Regions from separate parts of the Mus musculus genome. Here all the other regions are linked to region 4. Evidence: chromatin contacts called from public Hi-C data. All regions are on one chromosome and are shown on one strand. The core of a region is the stretch at or near the end of the contact, and the rest is flanking DNA. Distances in the headings are between cores, read along the strand shown.

Region 1 (2,700 bases), core at 163-2,662, 120 kb before region 4:
TTTTGTAATATGTAAAGAAATCCGTCTGGAAGCTCAACACACCTTCAGTCTCATAATTCAGAGAAGAGTTCATGGCCAGCAGCTGGCCCCCAGTAGCTGATCCAACTACTGTGAGAGGAGGCGGAGAGGGAGAGAGAGAGGGAGAGGGAGAGGGAGGGGGAGGGGGAGGGGGAGGGGGAGGGGGAGGGAGAGAGGGAGAGGGGGAGGGAGAGAGGGAGAGGGGGAGGGAGAGGGGGAGGGAGAGGGGGAGGGGGAGGGGGAGGGAGAGGGGGAGGGGGAGGGAGAGGGAGAGGGGGAGGGGGAGGGGGAGGGGGAGGGAGAGGGAGAGGGAGAGGGAGAGGGAGAGGGAGAGGGAGAGGGAGAGGGAGAGGGAGAGGGAGAGGGAGAGGGAGAGGGAGAGGGAGAGGGAGAGGGAGAGGGAGAGGGAGAGGGAGAGGAGGCAGAGAGGGAGAGGGAGGTTTCTTTGGGTCGGCACTGACTCGTGGTGATAAAGAGGACATGTGAGCGACAGGAACAGAGTTAGACAAGTGGCTAGAGATTACTAGAAGTCGGGAAAGGGATCTGACAAAGGGGGAGGGGGCAAGGAGAGAGGATTTGATCAGTTCATATTTTATATATGTGACTTCACTGTACCTCTGATCTGCCAAATCCACTGAGATTTAACTAATGACGAGTTGTGTTGTCTTTTCTGGCTATTTCTTATATGATTCTCTCTCTCTCTCTCTCTCTCTCTCTCTCTCTCTCTCTCTCTCTGTATGTGTGTGTGTGTATCTCTCTCTGTCTCTGTCTCTCTCTCACACACACATACACACATGTATACTTATATATACATATATAATAAATTTTAGAAAATCATACTGACTCCCATTAAGATACCCATCCACTAATATTTTAATGCAAGACAAATACTTGGAGCTTCACCCAAGCCCAATCCTTTAATAGTAGGGCCACATGGAACTTAAGTTTATTCCATTCCAAAAGAAAAGAGTAACTCTACTCAGTCTCCAGGCTATACCTTTGAGTACAATTGTTTCCATGATTCATTTGTTAGAATAAAATAGCCTCAGAACTTGTCCCAAAGCCTGTCACTGAGCTGAGTGTGGTAAAGATGCCAAATGCCCGACACCCCACCCCTTACCTGGGCAGTCTGGGAAAGCTGGCAGGCTGACAAACTGAGCTACTACCCAGGCCCAGATCCAGGACTTTGAGCTGGCCCTCCATAACACCTACCCCACCTATGAGCTGCTCAGGTATGTGAAAGGGCTGATCCTGCAGATCCAAAGCTGCAGGGTCTCCATGACTCAGGGCCACAGCAGGATATCCGAGAGGAGTCTCCGAAGACCCAGCATTGACAGTGGAGCAGAAGCCAGAGGCCTCAAACCAGACCAATGACTCATTGTAATGAACATCTGCAAGCTGTTTGGGCAAAAGGGCAGATTGTGTGACACACTATGACACACCGCAGCTTCCATGGTGAGGTGCTTTGTTGTTGTTTGTTTTTCATTTTTGTTTTTATTTCCTTTGGGGGGTTATAGAGTGGAGGGCAGATATGGGAAGAGTGGGATTAGGTGCATGATGTGAAATTTACAAGTATCAATAAAATTTTATGAAAAAAAAAACATAGAAAATGGCTCAAATTCCAACCACAGGGTATAACATTCAAACACACATCACCATCATTCGAACTGCACTGGGTCCTGTGCCCATTATACATCATAGAGAGCCTAACTGGAGAGAGAGGGGCCTGAAAGCACCAACCAGACTGAGGAAGCACATTGAGGCAAGAGTCCGGAGCAGTGGTACCCAACCTTCCTAATGCTGCAAACCTTTAGTGCAGTTCCTCATGCTGTGCTGACCTCAAGCCATAAAATTACTTTTGTGGCTACTTCATAACTGTCATTTTGCTATTACTACTAATTACAATATAAATATGTGATATGCAGGATATCTGACCTGTAACCCTTGTAGGGGTTGAGACCCATAGGCTGAGAACCTTGTAAGAATTAGATCAATAAGAAATAATCCTTATGGCAGCGTTCAGGAAAATAAGAAGCAAAACATTTCTATCAATTCCTTTAAAGTATAAACAAGCATCCTGGACTTCTCCACCACTGTTCAGTTGGAATTTAGAAATAGAAGATCTATAATGAAGGACTGTTCCTGACTCCAGGGACAGATTTAGATAGTGTGTCGGCACTAGCTCTTCGTGTAGGCAGCTTTGCCCCAGAATTTGTAGAACTTAGGAACAGACATTGGAAGCGAACAAAGATGGCCCAGGAAGAAGAAGCTAGAGTGCAGGGTATATACACAACTGCACCAAATTGCATGTGCTCTGTGTCTCCTCACCCTCCATTAGGCCATTAATAAGCTACCTAAGCTGTGATGTCTAGCTTACGTTCGTCATTAAATGAGCTATGTTGTCTCACTGTGGTCATGGGAGGCACTGTCTTCAGGAACAGCAAAAGGACAGAAAGTCATGGCTTCAGCTGCAAGAGAAGTTATTTGATGTCTTTCTGATTCATAATAAGCAGCAATAATGTACAATTTTAGCTGGGTGTTGGGGGAGCTGTGGTCAGTTACCTAGGTTTATAGGGATGATAAGCCTCCAAAAGAGGTAGAGATAACCTAAAGATAGACAGAATGAAACAATTTAAACCTTCTCCCAGATCACTGGTTCTCAATAATATGTGTGGCTCTTGA
Region 2 (2,700 bases), core at 41-2,540, 71 kb before region 4:
AGCCAGATCCGAAAGGCACCTCTTTCTTTGTATCAAAGAAAAACAGATTTCCTTTAGGCTTAAGAGTTTCCAACGAATTAAAACATCTAAGAGTTCTCCTGTGTGATTTTTAATCAGTGCTGCAAAGATCCAAGAAATTTTACCAATGTATGAGATCAAAGAGTTCCCCAAGAGCTTTTCCATTTAGGCCAAGCAGTAAATACATCTATTTGACTGGAAAATTGGGATTTGAGTAATTAAGAAAGGCTCACATCTCTTATATATTTGTTTCTTCATCTTTAAAAACATGGTTTAATGTTGTTATCTGCTTTTTTATTTATTTATTTTTTGGAAAGTGAATTATACAGGCCTAGAAATTCTGGCAATCCTCCTGTTTCAACCTCCTTTACCCGGACCCCAGGAGTGGGATTTCAGATTTACCACACTGCTGTACATAGCCCTATCAATGTTTTAGATTGTCTTTAGATCTGCCCTTCTGGTTTTTGGAAGTGTATAATTTGTCTTATTACAACTGTCACCCTTTGGAAGGATTTAAGCAGTAGCCCGTTGGTGGGCCTTATATAAAAAAGCTAGGGCAGTGGACTCTTCAGCGTATTCCTTAAAGAACAGGATGGGAAAGGAGAAAAGAACAACAGAAAGAGGCGCGAGGGACTAGGAAAACCACGAGAGACTGGTAATTAAGGTGGAGGAAGGTGCCAGCGGTGGTGGTTGTACAGACTAAACAATTCAGTGGTGACTCCACTGACTTAGTATCTACCTTCCTTTCTGGGATGGCAAAAATAAAATAAAATAAAATAAATCACATATTGACTTGTTACTGTGGCTTGAAGAGGGTTATAGCAAGAATATCTCCAGAAATATTTTCTTTAAATCTCACAGCTTTGAAGATGGAGAGAAGATAACAAGGCAGACAAAGCAGACAATTAGTTGCAATCATGAACATATATATATATATATTTACCAGCTGCTCTGTTTGCTGAATATCTTTTGCTGTGTTTTTCACTGAGGAGTTTGACAAGTCACACATGGAGCAAAGGAGATCCAAGTAGGTCCTGGCCTGCTCTTGCAAAGCTCTGAAGTGTTTGACCTGAAAAAGAAAAAGAAAAAAAAAAAAGGATTGTCAGGTTGAACAAGAGGGGTGCACTGTTTTGGTGGCGAACTGTGCAGTTGGTAGCCTTTTATTGATATATCAAAAATCATCTTGTTATGTCAGTGTTTTCCACACTGTCCTGAAATATATTTGTGACTCATGGGAGAGAATTCCAAACACACTGTAGGATCTGTTTGTCCGCCATCTGCTTCCCATTATAATTAAAGCTGTCTGCGTGGTCTGGGAAGGGGGCAACGTAAGGCTTGTCTCCAGACTCTCTGGATTTTTCTACCAGCATTCTCATTTAGGAGAAGAAATCGCAGCGCACTTGTCTCTGCTTAGTTATGCTTGTGTATAGCCTGAGACAAGATCACTGTCAGGGTCAGCTGGGGAGCTTCTTCAGAGTGATATGACCAGGGTTCCTTTTGATGCAAAAAGTTCATCACCTGCTCTTCCCTTTTTCAGAGTCCACCAAGAAGGGCTTATGTGAAATTTTTTTTCATTTCTCCATGGAAACACAGACACACAGCTGCTTAGCATTGAGGAAACATATGTTTTAGATACAGTGTATAAAGCACTCCAAATAACACAATCTTGGCTCTCATGGACTGGCACTCTTCTGAGGAAAAACAAGGTAATAGATCAGCAGATGCATGCCTGGCACAAGAAGTAGGAAAGAAAGGTGCTGAGAGTCTAGACGGTGTGGAGAAAGCATTGCTACTGCACAAGCAGCATATCTCCAAGACTGCTCAGAGTGTTAGATCGGAACATATTCAGGAAGTGAGCCATCAAACACGACAAAGGATGGACAGTGGGTGCAAAAGCCAAAGCAGAGGGAACCCTGAGTCGACAGAGACCAAGTCCTGGAGGCTGTCAATCAGTGGTCAAAAGGGTGAACAGAGACCAAGTCATGGAAGCTATCAAAGCTATTAATTGCATCTGTAATAAAAGGCTGGAAGGCAAGGAATGGCTCAGGAAAGCTTACAGTGTAAAGAAAATCCATCATGTGTCCACAGTGTAGTTTTATTCTGCTCTAAGGAGAGATAGAATCGTGTACTGTGATGGGACATAAGTAGAACTGGAAGCAACTATGTTAAATGAAATAAGACAAGCATCCTGGTGTTCTGCTTTCTGCCTCTAGTTAGCATGTCCAGTCTCAGAACCACTGAGATCTGAGGTAAATAGCTCTGTGAGGATAGGTCTGTCTGAAACATTATGGAATGTCCAGTAGTATCCCTGGACTTCAGCATCCCAATGACTGTTAATTGTGGCAACTTACAATGCGTTTAATCACCACTAAATGACCCTGGTGGGGGCAGGGGACTTAAGAAGATGTCCCCCAAGTCCACACCTCAACTTTTCCTTTGTTAGACAAATTATGAAAACAGTCTATTCATGGGCTGTGGCATAAATTTTGGAATTTATTCTAAAAGATGATGGATGGCATTGGATGCCTTGACCAGGCCTTGGCCTGAATGCTATTCTTGAAGGCACATGGAGTAATAGGGAACACAGAGAACTTGCCAGCTTCTCCGGTGGCTATAAGAAGTACAGATCTATTTCCAACCATACAGTGTCTTTGGTATTCATTCAATGTGCAAAGTGTTTCC
Region 3 (2,700 bases), core at 68-2,567, 110 kb before region 4:
GTGGTTCCTCCGAAAATTGGACATGGCAGTACTGGAAGATCCAGCAATACCTCTCCTGGGTATATACCCAGAAGATGTTCCAACTGGTAATAAGGACACATGCTCCACTATGTTCATAGCAGCCTTATTTATAATAGCCAGAAGCTGGAAAGTACCCAGATGCCCCTCAACAGAGGAATGGATACAGAAAATGTGGTACATTTACACAATGGAGTACTACTCAGCTATTAAAAACAATGAATTCATGAAATTCTTAGACAAATGGATGGATCTGGAGGATATCATCCTGAGTGAGGTAACTCAGTCACAAAAGAACACACATGATATGCACTCACTGATAAGTGGATATTAGCTCAAAAGCTCGGAATACTGAAGATACAATTTACAAACCACATGAAACTCAAGAAGAAAGAAGACCAAAGTGTGGATATTTCGATCCTTCTTAGAAGGGGGAACAAAATACATATAGTAGAAGTTACAGAGAAGTTACAGTTAGTTCGGAACAGGGACTGAAGCAATGACCATCCAGAAACTGCCTCATGTGGGGATCCATCCTATAAACAAACACCAAACTCAGACACTATTGCAGATGCCAACAAGTGCTTGCAGACAGGAGTCTGATATAGCTGTCTCCTGAGAGGCTCTGCCAGTGCCTGTCAAATACAGAAGTGGATGCCCACAGTCATCCGTTAGACGGAGCACAGGGTCTCCCATGAAGGAGCTAGAGAAAGTACCCAAAGAGCTGAAGGGGTTTGCAGTCCCATAAGAGGAACAATGAACTAACCAGTACCCCCAGAGTGGACTCGTGGCTCTTGCTGCATATGTAGCAGAGGATGGCCTAGTCGGTCATCAATGGGAGGAGAGACCCTTGGTCCTGTGAAGTTTCTATGCCCCAATACAGGGGAATTCCAGGACCAGGAAGTAGGAGTAGGTGGGTTGGGGAGCACGGGAGGGGGGAAAGGATAGGGGATTTTCAGAGGGGAAACTAGGAAATCAGATGGCATTTGAAATGTAAACAAAGAAAATATCTAATAAAAAAAGAATATTGGTTTTGCAAACCATAGAAATGTACTATGCTGGTAAACTGAAGAAATTGTTTACTTATATGTGGAAAGCAGGCATGACATTTTCACACTTCAGGGGAACAGTTCAATCTCTGAGAAGTTTACTGTCACATCGAGGCCAGGAAGATATGATAGAGGTAATAAAAAAAAAATCAGATAGAAAGCAAAACATAACGTCTGTCCTTGGCATGAAGAACTAAATAACCCTCTCTGTGTCACCCATCACAATGTATGGAGCTATGAGTCAGCCCCCAAGGGAGAGAGAATTGACCTAATAGGAAATGACGGGCCAGGGACAGAATTTGCTGCTAAATATCACTGGGCTTTGTCACTCTGGAGCTGTGAGACCTGAGATTCAGGAAGATGTAAGGTGATGCAGAAAAGACAAGGAGACACCTGTGAGGCAAAGAACCTTGATAATTCTTGATCTCAGTGAAAGAGTCTAAGCAGTGGACGACAGGCAGAAGTGCTTTTCCCTGTAACATGAAGTCACCCTTTGTTTGTAAAAAGGCCAACACCACCACAAAGCATTGGACCTGGTTGTTTCTTAAAAGGCTTTAGAAATCAAGGATTAGACTATTTTCATGAATTAACTGTTTGGTGCACTAATCTATTTCCATGCATGGGATTCTCAGTGGAACATTCCACAAATAGCACATAGAGGCTGCAGAATGGGAAATACATGGGAAATACCTGTATTACTGAGCAGCAAGAATCACCTTGAAAATGCAGAAACAGCTGAAGTGCTGTGTGTTGAAGTACCTCTTATTTGCCTGCTGTAATTATCCTCTTGGAGGCTTGCTGCCTCCCTCTGTTAACCTAGGCCTAGTCCTGGAAGCTTCCAGCCTCTATACAATCTAATCTAGCCATAAAATGTTTTCAGCCTGTGAGATTTGCTGCTCACTAAGCTCAGCCTTTCTTGTTCTTTCTGAACTCTTGCTGCTGGTTCACCTCAGGTGTTCTGCCTCAAACTCCTCTCCCAGCTGACTTATTCAATCTGGCTTTTCTCTTAGGCCTTTGAATTGTTCTGCTTTACCACAAATGAACTCTAGCAATGTTTTCTAATCTTCCAGCTCTTTCTTGTTTTCTTGCTAGTGCTGTCTTTACCTGTGTCAAGCTTGTTCTTTCTTCAGTCTGTCTCTGTAAAACTTTCCCAATAAAACTGCCTCCTCCTCCCTCTCTCTGCTGTTCTGCTGTCTCTCAACTCTACTGCACTGTTCTCCATGGACTCTATTCCTGTACTGTATGTACCCTCTTCTTCCTGTACTTTCTGTCTCTACTTCAAGTAGTGTAGCATCCCTCAGCCTTGAAGCAGGCTGATTCAGACTTTGCTGCCACTGAATATGAGATCACCTAGGGTGTAGCCTTCCAATTTAGATGGCTATATTATTATGTCAACTACCTCTGCTCTTCTCTGAGACTCTGCTACCTGCTGAGAGACCCTTGGGACATTCAGAGACACATCCTATCCTGCACTTTGCCTACAGGCTGGCTCTAGGCACCAAGAATGGATTGGTGGGGGATGCCCCCCCCACCCTTTTATAAGCACATTCTCTTAGTAACGCCTTGATCAGAGAAAACTTGTCTTGGCTTCATTCTTTTCTCGCAGTCTAGTCTCTCTCTCTTTCAGCCCCAG
Region 4 (2,700 bases), core at 96-2,595:
AATTTGGCTGTCACCAGTTAGATTAGAAGATTCTCTGGCTGCTGCTTTTGCTCCTAAAAACCATTCTTGGAATTCTTTCATAGAACCTTTTGAAAATTCAGAAAAGAATAGATAAATTCAAAATGCTGAGTGAAATCCTAGGACAGTTGCAATGAATTATTTCTCCATTCCACTCCTTTCCTTCCTGGTCTTTAAAACACTCCCAAAAAACCCCCAATAATATAGATCTACAGTCATGAATATTAATGGTAGAATGGATAAATTACATCAAAGAGACTAAAAAGTTATAAAGCACTAGAAGTATTTGTTTTCCTCTTATTTTCCTTTATTTTGGTAAAGAGTTTGTAAGAATCCCAGGAGAAATGTACTCAAGAACGTTAAAGATATGAGTGTACGTTGCGTGTGTGTGTGTGTGTGTGTGTGTGTGTGTGTACGTGTGTGAAGGCCAAAAGTCTGCAGCAGCTGTCTTCCTGTTTCTCTACATGTTATTTTTGGCTATCAAGTCCCTCAGTAAACCTGGATTTCGTGTGTTCATCTAGACTATCTGTCAAGTGAGCTGTAACGATCCATCCATCTCTTCCTTCCTAGCACTAAGAAGACAGACATGTGCCACCCAAGTCAGCTTTTATAGGATGCAGAGGATCCATACCCAGGTCCTCTTGCTTGAACAGCAAGCTATTTACTCACAAGCCCTCCCCAGCCCTGAAAGAAAGCTTTTCTTTATGGCCTCATCAGGGACCACTTTCTTTACTACACTGACTTAGAAAAGATGAAGCAAATAAGAATGATGTTCCCACATCAAAGTGGAAGACAGCTTCTCAGAGTCAGAATCGGAGAGTTGGAAGTTTCTGGACCATATGGCTGTCATGGCTATGGCCTTTTCTACCATCCATGTGTATAGCAACAATTCATCCTAGCACGGAAAAGTGTCTAGCTATTTGGCTAGCCATTTCTGACCACTTGAACAGAGGCAGTTCTTCACACACGTAAGCTCCTATATGGAAGAGCCAGATATAATTGAGGATCATCAAAATGGCTAGATTCGTGGTCTCTCATGGGGAGAGGGGATATTCTCCAAAAGGTGAGAGCATCTGTAACAGAACCTCTGTCACCCAAATCTCACAGAGCACGAGTGAATTTGAAACATTAATCTGACTAAAAGGTTTGTTCAAACTTCTGCTGGCAGTTTCTGAGCAGCATTTGGTCCAAACCCTTTCTCATAAACAGATGATTCAGACTAAAAGCCCTTCAGCTCACCACTGAAGTGTTTTTCCAGAGAGTCCTGTATGCGGGCCTGGGTTTGGGAGCACAGCTGGCTCGTGGCTTCATGTTTCTTTATTAGCCCAGTCATTGCACGGCCCAGGCTCTCCAGCTCCACCGAGTGGTGCTTCCGGCACAGACTGTTGAGCTCTTCTTGAGTGGAGGTGATGCTGTTTTGTTGACTTTGAAGTTCTTTTCGTATGTCCTAGTGATGAAGGCACACTGTAAATATACTGGGAGGGATGCTCACCCCATTAAAGAGAAGTATTGTAATTATTTTTCCTGGTATGTTTTTAAGATCTGAAATTACTAATGTCAAAATCTCCTCAATTATGTATACTTGTAGGTTGGATTCAAAAGCTTCTTCTATATATGATAAGTATCTATACCTATAAGATCTTATCACTGAGGTCACGTAAACATGATATATATATATAAAATGACATCTCAGTATGGATGGAAGGAATCTCACAAGACCTCACCCCTAGACAAAGAGCTATAGGAAATTAATGGTTGCCAAGAGGGATAATCAATATTCTCTGAGGACGGCTTCCCAGACAAGTTATCCAGTCTCAGGTGGTCAGCCCTAAGCATGTGTATATATGATCAACAGCAAATGGACTCGGTAGCTTACATGCATGTGTGTGCATGTACGTGCATGTACGCATGCATGAACACACACACATACACACACACACACACACACACACACACACACACACACACACACACCAATAATTATTAAAGAAAGCCGGGCGTGATGGCGCACACACCTTTAGTCCCAGCACTTGGGAGGCAGAGGCAGGCGGATTTCTGAGTTCGAGGCCAGCCTGGTCTACAAAGTGAGTTCCAGGACAGCCAGGGCTACACAGAGAAACCCTGTCTCGCAACACACACACACACACACACACACACACACACACACACACACACCAATAATTATTAAAGAAAGCCGGGCGTGATGGCGCACACGCCTTTAGTCCCAGCACTCAGGAGGCAGAGGCAGGCGGATTTCTGAGTTCGAGGCCAGCCTGGTCTACAAAGTGAGTTCCAGGACAGCCAGAGCTATACAGAGAAACCCTGTCTCGAAAAACCATAAAAAAAATAATTATTAAAGAAGACATCATGAATTTGAGAGGAAATGGAGGGCATAGAAGGAGTAGGAGTGGGGGAAAGGTTGGGATAGAAATGATATAACTACAATACTCAAGCAAGAATCTCAAAAACAATAAAAGAAATATTAAAAAATTGAAAAAAATCCATGTAATAGACAAACTGTATATTTTATAAACCTGTGTGTGTATTCATGTATTGCAAGCATGTGTGCATATGGAGTTTAGATGACAGCTACCAGGATCTTTCCATCTTGAATTTTGAGACAGGGTCTCTCATTGGACTGGATGGAGCTCTCCTTGTCTATTTGACAGGATCTCTCATTGG

Evidence for each region. Hi-C and Micro-C count contacts between places; a contact is called where the count stands out from the background.
Region 1: a Hi-C map of the C2C12 cell line shows a contact between it and region 4, with 1.8 times the contacts expected there. The contact joins two enhancer-like sites. A contact is called at or near these places in 3 of 15 datasets of contacts at CTCF or cohesin (the NIH/3T3 cell line, large pre-B cells and pro-B cells), 8 of 484 Hi-C or Micro-C datasets (the C2C12 cell line, the MC38 cell line, bone marrow-derived macrophages and 3 more), 1 of 115 datasets of contacts at active chromatin or transcription factors (trophoblast stem cells) and 1 of 9 other capture datasets (pancreatic islet).
Region 2: a Hi-C map of uterus shows a contact between it and region 4, with 6 times the contacts expected there. The contact joins two enhancer-like sites. A contact is called at or near these places in 1 of 15 datasets of contacts at CTCF or cohesin (the NIH/3T3 cell line), 4 of 484 Hi-C or Micro-C datasets (embryonic stem cells, granulocytes, myeloid progenitors and 1 more) and 1 of 115 datasets of contacts at active chromatin or transcription factors (embryonic stem cells).
Region 3: a contact with region 4 is called in a Hi-C map of the C2C12 cell line, with 3 times the contacts expected there. The contact joins two enhancer-like sites. A contact is called at or near these places in 2 of 15 datasets of contacts at CTCF or cohesin (the NIH/3T3 cell line and pro-B cells), 13 of 484 Hi-C or Micro-C datasets (the AML12 cell line, the C2C12 cell line, brown adipocytes and 6 more), 2 of 115 datasets of contacts at active chromatin or transcription factors (both in bone marrow-derived macrophages) and 2 of 9 other capture datasets (adipose tissue and liver).

Annotation. Positions count from the first base shown.
Region 1 is chr10:5,180,694-5,183,393 of GRCm38.p6, forward strand. The region is part of intron 94 of Syne1 (spectrin repeat containing, nuclear envelope 1); the gene reads right to left. Among named protein-coding and RNA genes, the nearest start is that of Gm51757, 140 kb to the right of the region's middle. Within about 2 kb of position 1,413, at least 59 of the 459 cell types and tissues checked have an H3K27ac peak or open chromatin away from gene starts, as enhancers often do. A contact at or near this core is called in the C2C12 cell line, the MC38 cell line and embryonic fibroblasts, where this site is marked.
Region 2 is chr10:5,233,606-5,236,305 of GRCm38.p6, forward strand. It overlaps Syne1 (spectrin repeat containing, nuclear envelope 1), which reads right to left. Exons shown (of 146, transcript NM_001347711.1): 74 at 962-1,087. Among named protein-coding and RNA genes, the nearest start is that of Gm51757, 92 kb to the right of the region's middle. Within about 2 kb of position 1,291, at least 30 of the 459 cell types and tissues checked have an H3K27ac peak or open chromatin away from gene starts, as enhancers often do. A contact at or near this core is called in uterus, where this site is marked.
Region 3 is chr10:5,198,589-5,201,288 of GRCm38.p6, forward strand. All of the region lies in intron 90 of Syne1 (spectrin repeat containing, nuclear envelope 1), which reads right to left. Among named protein-coding and RNA genes, the nearest start is that of Gm51757, 130 kb to the right of the region's middle. Within about 2 kb of position 1,318, at least 13 of the 459 cell types and tissues checked have an H3K27ac peak or open chromatin away from gene starts, as enhancers often do. A contact at or near this core is called in the C2C12 cell line, where this site is marked.
Region 4 is chr10:5,304,421-5,307,120 of GRCm38.p6, forward strand. It overlaps Syne1 (spectrin repeat containing, nuclear envelope 1), which reads right to left. Exons shown (of 146, transcript NM_001347711.1): 47 at 1,258-1,465; 48 at 1-86. Among named protein-coding and RNA genes, the nearest start is that of Gm51757, 21 kb to the right of the region's middle. Within about 2 kb of position 1,346, at least 29 of the 459 cell types and tissues checked have an H3K27ac peak or open chromatin away from gene starts, as enhancers often do. A contact at or near this core is called in the C2C12 cell line, the MC38 cell line, embryonic fibroblasts and 1 more, where this site is marked.